Regions from separate parts of the Oryctolagus cuniculus genome. Here region 2 is linked to region 1. A link is a contact called in public Hi-C data. All regions are on one chromosome and are shown on one strand. Each heading gives the region's core, a stretch centred on a gene start, on an enhancer-like site or on the middle of the called end of the contact. The rest is flanking DNA. Distances are from core to core; before and after follow the strand shown.

Region 1 (5,167 bases), core at 2,630-5,129:
CCCTGTCTTCTGGCCTTCCATTGTTTCTGATTGAAAGTCTCATTGTTTAAATAATTTTCCCCTGCATGTAAAGGATCATTTTTCTGGATGCTTTCAAGAAGTTTATATTTGTCTTTCAGCAGCTTAGCAATAACATGATTAGGCATGAATTTCTTCTATGTGTGGGGTTCACTGAACCTTTTGAATCTGAAAATGTATATCCTTAACCCAAGTTAAGAAATTTTTTGCCATTATTTCTACAAATATTTTTTTCTGCCTCATTCTTTCTCTTCTCTCCTTCTGGAACTCCCAATCACCCATATGTTGAACCTTGGGCTTTGTGGATTTTTGTTTGTTTTATTTTGCTTTGTTCAAATATTTTTCTCTCTCTTTTTCAGCTAATTTCTATGACTCTATCTTTAAGTCACTTACTCTTTCTTGTTTTGTTTTCATCCTGCTTTTAAGCCCATACAGTAAGCTTTTTTGTTCAGTTACTGTATTTTCCAATTCTAAAATTTCCATTTAGTTCTTTTCTCTAGTCTCCATTTCTCTGATGGAACAGCCTGTCTTTTCATTCATTATGAACACACTTTCTGTCCTTCTTGAGCACAATTCTAGGTATGTTTTTAAGATCCTTATCCAATAAATCCAGCATCTTAGGCATGTATCTGTATGTATTTTTCTTTGCGTCTGGACTGTCCCTGTGCACCAAAAACATTTAGTTTGTGTTTTGTGAACGATATGTTTTAGAGACTCTGGATTCTATTATGTTGCTCTCCAAAGTGTTGATTTTTCAGACAGCTTTGTTAGACTCCAACTGCAGCCTAGCGTGCCTGCAGTGAGCAGGGACTCCCATCTCAGTGCCAGTCTTCAAGCTAAACTGCAGGCAGCTTTCAGTTCCCCACTACGAGTGTAACGCAGGAGTCAGCCCAGTGTGGGGACCGGGTTTCAGCGCCTCATTTAGGGCGCTCTGCTCTGGCTGCTGTCATGGACTTCTTCTTCACTCTCTGCAAGTCCTGGCAAGGCCAGGGAGACGGAGGCTTTTCTATTCTATCAAAGTTTTAGCCACTCCCGCACTGCCATCCTCAGGGCAGAGCTAAAAATGAAGAACTCATTCTCTAATGGTCACTTACTCAGAGTTTCAAGTCTTCTCCCATAACTACTTTTGTTGAGTTTCTGGAGCCCTTAGATAGTTGGATTTTTTTTTTTTTTTTAAGTACCGCCTACAGTTTAAAGCTGTAATTCAAAGGAAGATGGGTTTGTTAGGGGCTAATCAGCCTAGAAATGCCTTTTTCACTCTGGATCACTTTGATTCTTTTTTTAAAAAACCCACATTTTCAACCTCCTGTTTACCCAGTAAGCTCAAACTCCCCACCATTCCTCTCTATATCATTAGGAGCTTGTGACTTAACAGAAATTCCTCTGATTAATCCACAGTTCTTCTCCTCACCCTCATCCCTAACATGCACAGACACACACCTCTGCTTCACTTGGCCAATGTCTTGCATTGCTGACTCCCCCCATGTGGACAGTCTGGCCATTTCTCTGTCTGAAACAATCCATCATTTTCCTAGCACTAGAGCATAGATAGTACAAGAACTGGTTGGGGCACGGCTGTATACATATTCAACGTCCAGAAACAGACGTATAGATGGGAATTTAATGCAGGATAAAGGGGCCATCTCAAATCACTAGGAAAAAGATAGACTTGTTCCAAAAGTGGTTCTGGGACAACTAATGGGCCAGAGATGTAAATGTAAAGAATTATATTAGAAAGTACTAGAAAGGGCCAGTGTTGTGGTGTGGCAGATTAAGCTGCCTCCTGCAACACCAGCACACCATATAGGCACCAGTTTGTGTCCTGGCTGCTCCACTTTTGATCCAGCTCTCTGCCTGGGAAAGCAGTGGAGAATGACCTGAGTGCTTGGGCCCTGCACCCATGTGGAAGCCTGGAGGAAGCTCCTGGCTCCTGGCTTCAGCCTGGCCCTGCCCTTTGAGGAGTAAGCCTGGCCCTGCAGCCATTTGAGGAGTAAGCCAGTAGATGGAAGATCTCTCTCTCTCCCCCTGTCTCTTTCTATAGCTCTGCCTTTCAAACAAATAAATAAATCTTTAAAAAAAAATACTAAAAAAACTGATTTCCTTCATCATCTCATATAGAAAAAGGTTTCTAACTATGACTCAAAATGCATGTGAAATAAACTTCATTTATTTAGCTATATAAAAAGTGAGAAACTTGGGCATGGTAAAAAGAACCACAAGCAACTGGCGCCACGGCTCACTAGGCTAATCCTCCGCCTTGCGGCACTGGCACATCGGGTTCTAGTCCCGGTCGGGATAAGTACCTGGCTCCTGCCATCGGATCAGCGCGGTGCACAGGCCGCGACAGCCATTGGAGGGTGAACCAACGGCAAAGGAAGACCTTTCTCTCTGTCTCTCTCTCTCTCTTACTGTCCACTCCGCCTGTCAAAAAATAAAAAAAAAAAAATAAAAAAACCACAAGCAGTGTCAAAAGACAACTGAAAAACTGGGAGAAGTATTTGCAATTCATACCATGGTGGGAAAAAATCCATAATATATATAGAATACTTTAAGATTGAGGGAGAAAAGACCAAAAACTCTGCAGAAAAAAATGGACAAAAGACCTGAACAGATAATTCAGAAAGGATTTTAAATGGTCCTTAAGCATGAAAACATGCTTAACGTCACTTGTAATTAGAGAAATTAGTTAGCACTATGGAGTCGGCACTGTAGCATAGCAGGTAAAGCCACCACTTGCTGTGCCAACATTCCATGTAGACCCTGGTTTGAGTCCCAGCTGCTCCACTTTTGATCTAGCTCCCTGCTAATATGCCTGGGAAAGCAGTGGAAGATGGTCCAAGTACTTGGGCCCCTGCACCAATATGGGAGACCTGGGTGGAGCTCCTGGCTCAAGGCTTTGAGTTGGCCCAGCTCTAGCCACTGCCATCATTTGGGGAGTGAACCAGCAGATGTTTAAGTACCTTCTATGTCTAGTGTTTTTCCAAGTCAGACTTTAGTATATCTCAGTCAGCGTGTCCAACATCTTTTGCATATGGGCTGCATTTTCTCCATAAATTAAAATACAGACAAAACATATTTTCTTACAGCTTGGACCACATATTTTATTGAAGAGGATATTTTCAGAAAGAAGAAAGGAAGGGAGGGAGGGAAAGACATGACACTGGTTTTACTGCCAAAATGTTCACATCCACAAAGACAGCTAGGAGGTGGCTTTGTAATCTTCCATCCTTTATCCTAAAGTATGATGCTTTAAAGTTGACTAAGTGCTTTCAGGTGTTGAATGTCATCGTTTTATACTCAAGTGAACCCTTAGCGCAAGGTTCCAACAACCACTGTGCTAGCACTGTGGATGCAGAAGTGGGTACGGTGCTACATCTGTGCCCACAGGCACACACTTTCCTAACCAGTCCCTTCTACATCTGCAGGATCTCCTCTCTGGCCTGGCCAGGGCAGGGCAAATCTTGCTGCTCAGTGCAGGATTGGATGTCAGAGAGTACATTTCTATTTTTTGTAAGAAACAAGTTTGTGGAATTTTATTACAGCAGTCCAGACGTACTTAAACAATGCCTAGCTTGTCAGTAATTATGCAAATCATCCACTGAGAACCACTTATATGTCACTCTTTAGTTAACAGGCAGATCTTTTTCTAACCCACCATAAGCGGTACTGGTTTGATTAGAGGCAGATGGGTGGGTAGCCTCTAACTATAGAAGTCCCTGGCTAGCCAACAAAGGCTGGAAAAGAGGCCTGGTACTGCAGGCTGCAGAGGTCAAAGAAGAGCCTCATGGCTTAAACCCTGCCTGTAGAGCTTCCAGATTTCCCTACCACCTGCCCCACTGCCTACCACTGCCACATCACAAGAAAGCCTGTGTGGGAGGGCTGGGCTGAGCTATGTGGGAACACACAGTTTCTCAATCCCTGAAAGAAGTATTTTTAAGACACTAATTCAACAGTTGTTGAGGAGCTAAGAGCTACAAAAAAAGAGAGCTAGCTCAACTCTGCCCCATTCTTGTGCACCTCCTGAGCAAAGCCAAAATCTTGCAATAACGGGACCCACCCTTCTACAGAGCATATAGTGTCCACGGTTGTTACAGGAGCATGCTTCTTTGGGGGCCTCACCCCTCAGGCCAGCAACTGATAGCCAGTCCTCCCTTCCTCTCTCTAACCTTTTTGCTATTCCTTCATGGTATCCCAGCACACCAAGTGTGTTCCCACCTCAAGACCTTTGAATTTGCTCATCCCTCTATGAAGAGCAATCTTGCCACAAATGTTTTCATGTCTGTGCTCCACCGTTACCTCCTTAGAGAATACTTCACTAACCAGCCAAGCTAAAGTATGTGTGCACATACACACACACACACACACATACCCTTTGTGCTTTCATTTCTTCATGGTATCTACTACGATCTGCAGTCATATCTTTTTATTGTCTGTTCTCTCACTAGCAAGTAAACTATCTTTTAAGATTTATTTTATTTATTTATTTGAAAGAATAACAGGGAGACAGATACAGAGAGATCTTCCATCTGCTGGTTTATTCCTCAAATACTTTCAACAACTGGGACTGGGCCAAGCCAAATCCAGGAGCTCAGAACTCCATCCAGGTCTCCCATGTGAATGGCAGGAACCCAAGCACTTGGGCCATAATCCAATGCCTTCTCAGGTGCATTAGCAGGAAGTTGGATCAGAAACATAGTAAGCAGGACCCAAATCAGCACATGATATGGACTGTGAGCACGCCAAGTAGTGACTTAGCCTGCTGCACCACAACACCTGCCCTTGGCTCTTTTCTTGATGACACCAAGCATTGCCTGATCATAAAAGGTGCTAAATTAATAATTACTTGAACAATAAATGCATGGAGGAATTACTGAAAAAGTGAATGAATTAATTAAAATAGCATTCTCACAGAGAACAGTTAAAATTCTCAGGGATATAAATTTTCTCCTACTCATTATAGTCCTAGAGATGTTTCAGCCCTCTGTGGATTGGGGCCCCAAGAAGATGGCTGCCACTGGGTCCATTCCTACACTTAGTTCTCTGCCCTGAGTCCACGTGGCCATGACCACCACCACCCTTGCCTGCCATCCTCTTTTCCCAGGGTCAGACATCACCTCTGCAAATGAGGTAGATGTGCTCAGGAAGACAA
Region 2 (5,533 bases), core at 287-2,786, 100 kb after region 1:
CTTGCTTTTTCTTTGCATGTTTCACATGTAACATACTACTTAGGTTGTTCATTGGCTGACCCTGTGAGATACTTCTACTTCACTGAATAGAAAGATTTTTGTCTATTTCATTTCCTGCTGTCTTCTCAACGCCTAAAACAGTGTCTTGCACCTAGCTGGCGCACAACAAATGTGAAAAAAGAGATCGGTGGCCATCCCGGCAGACAGAGCCAGGAACTCTGTCTGAAGACCCAATGGGTATGGACTTTTATCTTCTTAGTGACGCGAGCGGACTTGGTTTAGGTAGTGAAATGTTGTGTGAAATGGTGCTGGGGAAACAGTTGAGTCTAGCGTGGGTGTGTATTTGCGTGTTGTATGTAGTTAGCATGCATTACAGCTGGTCAGGCTGGAGACAATGAGGCTTTGAACTAAGGCTTTGATGAGAGGTTTGTTTCAAGAGGCATTTCAGAAGAGATTTTAGTGACTAAACATGAAGTAAAGAAAAGGGAAGACTTTTCAAATGATTCTCAGATTTCTGGATTAAGCATCTGGAAGACGGAAGTTTGTATTATTAACCAAAATTGGGATTAGAAGAAATCAATTTGCAAAGATGATGAATTAAGTTCTGGACACATTAAGTTTCTCTTCCCTGTTTGAGGCCTCCCTGTGCTAGACAAGGCCTTTCTGACCACCGGATACCTTCTTTCTTACCCCATCTGTCATTGTTCCAACCAAACCCTCCACTCTGGTCTTCTTTCACTAAAGTTCTCTTTACTTTTCCTTGTTTTAGTGGCTTTGCTGACATTGTACTTCTATCTATAAACATCTTTCCGCCAAGCACTCGTATGTACCCACTCACTACCCAAACCTCAACTCAGAGACCCTCGCCTATTCAAGTCCGCCCACTTCTGAGCTTTTATTGCTGCAAAATTGTCACCCTGTCCTCCGCTCCTCACTTCCCTAAGATCCTCAAGGGTAGGGCCTGAACCTCCCAAACCCCCGAAAGCTCTTCGGGTCATTGGTCGGTCGCGGGTCTAAGCACAGCGAACTGAAAACAGGCGTGACCGAGATGAGCAGGGTAGCGGGGAACTGGAAGTCCCTTTTATCTTTTCACTGTAGTCTTCAGAACTGAATTCCTTGCAGAGTTCGGGGGTGCAGCAGCGACCCCTAGTGGGCAGCCGGGCCTCAGAGGGCAGTCTACAGGAAAAGAAGGCGGTGCCGTGTCAGGGGGCTCTGGGTGAGTCGCCAGAGACCTCCGCCCGCCACCGGGGGCGTAAAAGCCTACTGAAAACGTCCAGACCGCAGATAGACCCAAGTGGGGCTGCCTCTGCCCAGAGGGACCCTCCACCATTTAGTCACATCTCCCACCTAGCTTGATCCCCACCCCTCCACCCCCCACCCCCCAGTCTTCGCAATCGGAGCCATCTCCGGTCTACAAGACCCCGAAAGTGACAGATAGTTTAGTATTCAATACCCGCCCAAGGGCGGGGTAGGACAGGGTGGTGGCCATCTTTGTTAGGGGCGGAAGACTTCGATTACGGAGCGCGAGAGAGTTCACGACGGTCCCCAGGACTCGCGGACAAGCGCTGACGGCTCTAGGGATGGGGCGGAGTCCCGGCCACGGCGGGCGTTGGGCGGCTCGGGGAAGCGGGAATCGTTAAGCTTGTTACGAACCCGCTACCCGATGGCCCAGGCATCTCGCTCCAGTGGCCCCCTGCCTCCGCTCACGACCGCGTCCCCGCTGTGGGCACAGCCTGGGGGCGCTGGGGAGGAGCCCTGGGAGGGAAGACGCGCGGCTGCTCTCCGCCAGGAGGTTCGTGGCTGCCCTGGGCTACCAGTTGCCGGGAGCATCCCCTGCCTGGACCCCCGGCCCGGCGGAGCTCTGTGGCGGCCAACGCCCAAGGACGCGGGCGAGGACCATGAGGCTGGCTCTGCGGACTGGAGGCGGGAGCCCGCGGCTGGCGGCCCGATGCCTCCCGCGCTGCAGCGTCTCCGGGCCGTGTTGTTGCGGCTGCACCGCGAGCGGGAGCAGCTCCTCCAGGCCCGGGACTGCGCCCGCCACCTACAAGCGGCCGTGCGCCTCCTGCGGACCCTGTGTGCCTGCTCGCCATCCCCCGGCTCTGGCGCCTGGTCCCAGCTGTGCCGCGACCTGCGGCTGCACACTCCCCGAGGGGTGCACCAGCGAATCGGCCTTCGGGAGACTCCCGAGCCGCTCCTCCTAGCGCGCCCCATCGGACTAGCAGCCCAGCGCCTAGATGCCGCCATCGAGATGCAGCTTCGCGCTCTGGGTCGGGCGCCCGCCAGCCCGGGTCTGTCCTCCCAACTCGCCGAACTGCTGCAGTCACTTCCCACCTACCATGGGCTGCAGGGAAAAGCCATGAGCCACGTTCCCGGGGCAGCTCGCCCTTTTCCCCCAGCCCGTGTGCTCCGCCTCCTGGCGGAGGAGCGAGGTTGCCAGGTGGCAAGGCAGCTCAATGAGGCGCTCAGTGGATGCGGTTTAAAGGACCAGCTCCGCAGGCGGTGCCAGGAGGAACGGGAGCTGCTACCAGGGCTTCTGGGCCTGGTGGGGGGCATGGCGGGTGCCGCCGGCGGGGGACTGGGACTTGGAGGGGCTGGGGCCCTGTGGAGTCAATATTGGACCCTGCTGTGGGCAGCCGGTGCTCAGAGTCTGGACCTAAGTCTGGGACCCTGGAGAGACCCCGGTGCAGCGGCACGACAGCTGGGTCAGGCACTGGGTCAGGGTGAGTGCTGGGACTTGGTGGGCGTTTGGGTAGGCCCTTTGGAAAGAATAGGGTTCAGACCATCCCATTGGAGCTTCCAAGGCGAAGTCTTGAGTCTTGAGGGAAACCTCCCCTCCCACCCTACCCCTAACTGGGCAGGGATGTGGCACCCGAGGCTTTGTTTTCCGGCTCCAGAGTCATTTCTTCCCCCAGCGTCCCTGCCTCAGGAGTGTGAGAAGGAGCTGGCTTCCTTGTGTCACAGCCTACACCATCAGTCCCTTGTCTGGAGCTGGGACCAAGGTGAGAAGGGGCGCTGGAGGTGACACAGTCCCAGGTTGCTGCCCTCTCTCAGACTCCCCCCTCCATGCTCAGGTTTCTGCCAGGCCTTGGGATCAGCCGTCAGGGACCAGAACAGCCTCCCGGCATCCTCTCACACTATGCAGTTGTTGCAACAGCTCTTTCCTCCTCTCTTGGACGCCCTCCGAGAACCAGGGTCAGGACTGCTCTTCTGTCGGCCTCCAGGTGAGATGAGGGGCTGAGGAGAGCCCCCTTTCTCCTTCTCCGTTCTGAAGCCCGCCTCCTCCTCAAGGCGCCCGTGCTGCCTAAAGATGCTCACTCTGCTGCTCCCATCCGCAGGTCCTGCGCCCACGGCCCTGGGGCTCTGTACCCTGCAGACCACCTTGCTCTGGTTCTTGGGAAGGACTCAGCGGCACCTGGCAGCATGGGCCCCACGTTCCTTCCTGCTGCTGATCCAAAAGGACCTACCTGTGAGTGGGAGGGGAGTGGGCAGGAGAGCAGCCTGCACTGGCCCGAGCCCTCATACTCCGTCTCCACCCATAGCCTCTGCTGCGTGAGGCGGAGGCTCTGTCTAGGTTGGCCTCAGAGGAAAGCTCAGCTCTGGAGGTGGAGCAGCAGCTGAGTGTGGAGATCCAGATGTTGGCTGCGCAGATCCAGGTGAGAACAGGGGCCCCGACAGTAGCAGCACAAGGCCCTGATCTGTACCAAATCAGGTGGGAGGGGGAGAATGGAAGATCTCAGTGGCTTGGAAGCCCCTGAAGTCTGCTAGATTTATCTTTTCTTGCTGTATTCACTTTTTAAAAGGTTTGTTCATCTACTTGAAAGAAGTGTGAGTGAGAGAGAGAGAATCGGTCTTCCATCTGCTGGTTCACTCCCCCAGATGGCTGCAGCAGTCGGAGCTGGTCCAGGCTGAAGCCAGGAGCCTGGCACTCCAATACGGGCTGTCAGAACTGCAGGGGGCAGCCGAGCTCACTATGCCGCAGCCCTGGCCGTGCTGTGTTCACTTTTGTTCTATCTCCTTGACTCTTCCTAAGGGAGATTTCAAACACACTTAAATGTGGAGAGGAATATAATATTCCCATCACCAAGGCATTAATGACTCAACTCAGAGTCAATTTTGTTTCATCTGTGTATCCCCTTCCCTCTCCCCAGTGTCATACTCTTCATTTTGTGTTAGTAGCCACTGATGAATATTGCCGAGGTTCATTATTTTCTTAGAGGTTCTAAAGGGGAAGATTTATTTCTTTGAAGTGTCAAGTCATTATTTGACTTTTTTTTAATATTTAATGTATTTATTTGAAAGGCACAATTACAAAGAGAGAGGGAGAGACAGAGAGAGGTCTTCCATTTGCTAGTTCACTCCGCAAATGGCTGCAACAGCTGAACTGGGCTGATTTGAAGCTAGGAGCCAGGAGCTTCTTCTGGGTCTCCTATGTTGGTGCAGCAGCCCAAGCACTTGGGTTATCTTCTGCTTTCCCAGGCCATCAGCTGGGAGCTGGATCAGAATATTGGAAGAGAAGCCGGGTCACTGTACCCATATAGGATACCGGCGCCACAAGCAGAGGCTTAGCTTACTACCCCAGAGCTCCAGCCCCTCTTTTTATTTTATTTTTTTAAGATTTATTGGGCCAGCGCTGTGGCATAGTGGGTAAAGCTGCCACCTGCAGTGCTGCCATCCCATGTGGGCACCGGTTTGCAACCCAGATGCTCCACTTCCGATCCAGTTCTCTGCTGTGGCCTGGGAAAGCAGCAGAGGATGATCCAAGTCTTTGGACCCAAACACCCACGTGGGAGACCTGGAAGAAGCTCCTGGCTCCTGGCTTTGGATCAGCTCAGCTCTGCAATTGTGGCCATTTCGGGAATGAACCACTGGATGGAAGACCCCCCCCCCCCCCCCGCCTCTCTGTAGCTCTGCCTTTCAAATAAAAATAAATCTTAAAAAAATTTATTGGGCCCAGCACCATGACTCACTTGGTTAATCCTCCGCCTGCGGTGCCGGCATCCCATATGGGCACTGGGTTCTAGACCTGGTTGCTCCTCTTCCAGTCCAGCTCTCTGCTGTGGCCCAGGAGGGCAGTGGAGGATGGCCCAAGTCCTTGGGCCCTGCACCCACATGGGAGACCAGGAGGAAGTGCCTGACTCCTGGCTTCCGATCAGTGCAGTGCCGGCCATGGCGGCCATTGTGGGGTGAACCAACGGAAGGAAGGCCTTTCTCTCTGTCTCTCTCTGTCTGTAACTCTGTGGGGAGCAACCCGGACTAGACTAAGTTACTGGAATTAAGACTTATTCTATGCATCTGCTCTCCCACAATATGGCACTGAGAAGGGAGAAGCAGCTTCTACACAGCTGCCTCCAGTTCAACCAATAAACTGTAGGACCTGCTCCTGATTGGAGGAGAGCAGCGTACTCGGCGTGTGGGTAGCAGAGTTGGGATTGGTGGAAGAGGACTATAAAGGAGGAGAGAGACAATATGCACCAGGAACATCTAAGGGGAACATCTATCTGAAGGAACACCTGTGCAGCCCCCGAGAGAGCCG

Evidence for each region. Hi-C and Micro-C count contacts between places; a contact is called where the count stands out from the background.
Region 2: a contact with region 1 is called in a Hi-C map of embryonic fibroblasts, with 7 times the contacts expected there. The contact joins the promoter of CCDC142 here to the enhancer-like site in region 1. A contact is called at or near these places in 3 of 6 Hi-C or Micro-C datasets (ear pinna, embryonic fibroblasts and skin fibroblasts).

The regions. Positions count from the first base shown.
Region 1 is chr2:128,360,847-128,366,013 of mOryCun1.1, forward strand. The region is part of intron 4 of M1AP (meiosis 1 associated protein); the gene reads left to right. Among named protein-coding and RNA genes, the nearest start is that of M1AP, 41 kb to the left of the region's middle. Within about 2 kb of position 3,880, at least 1 of the 8 cell types and tissues checked has an H3K27ac peak or open chromatin away from gene starts, as enhancers often do.
Region 2 is chr2:128,466,310-128,471,842 of mOryCun1.1, forward strand. It overlaps CCDC142 (coiled-coil domain containing 142), which reads left to right and starts at 1,537. Exons shown (of 9, transcript XM_051837052.2): 1 at 1,537-2,720; 2 at 2,913-2,999; 3 at 3,072-3,221; 4 at 3,336-3,466; 5 at 3,540-3,653. The coding sequence starts at 1,664.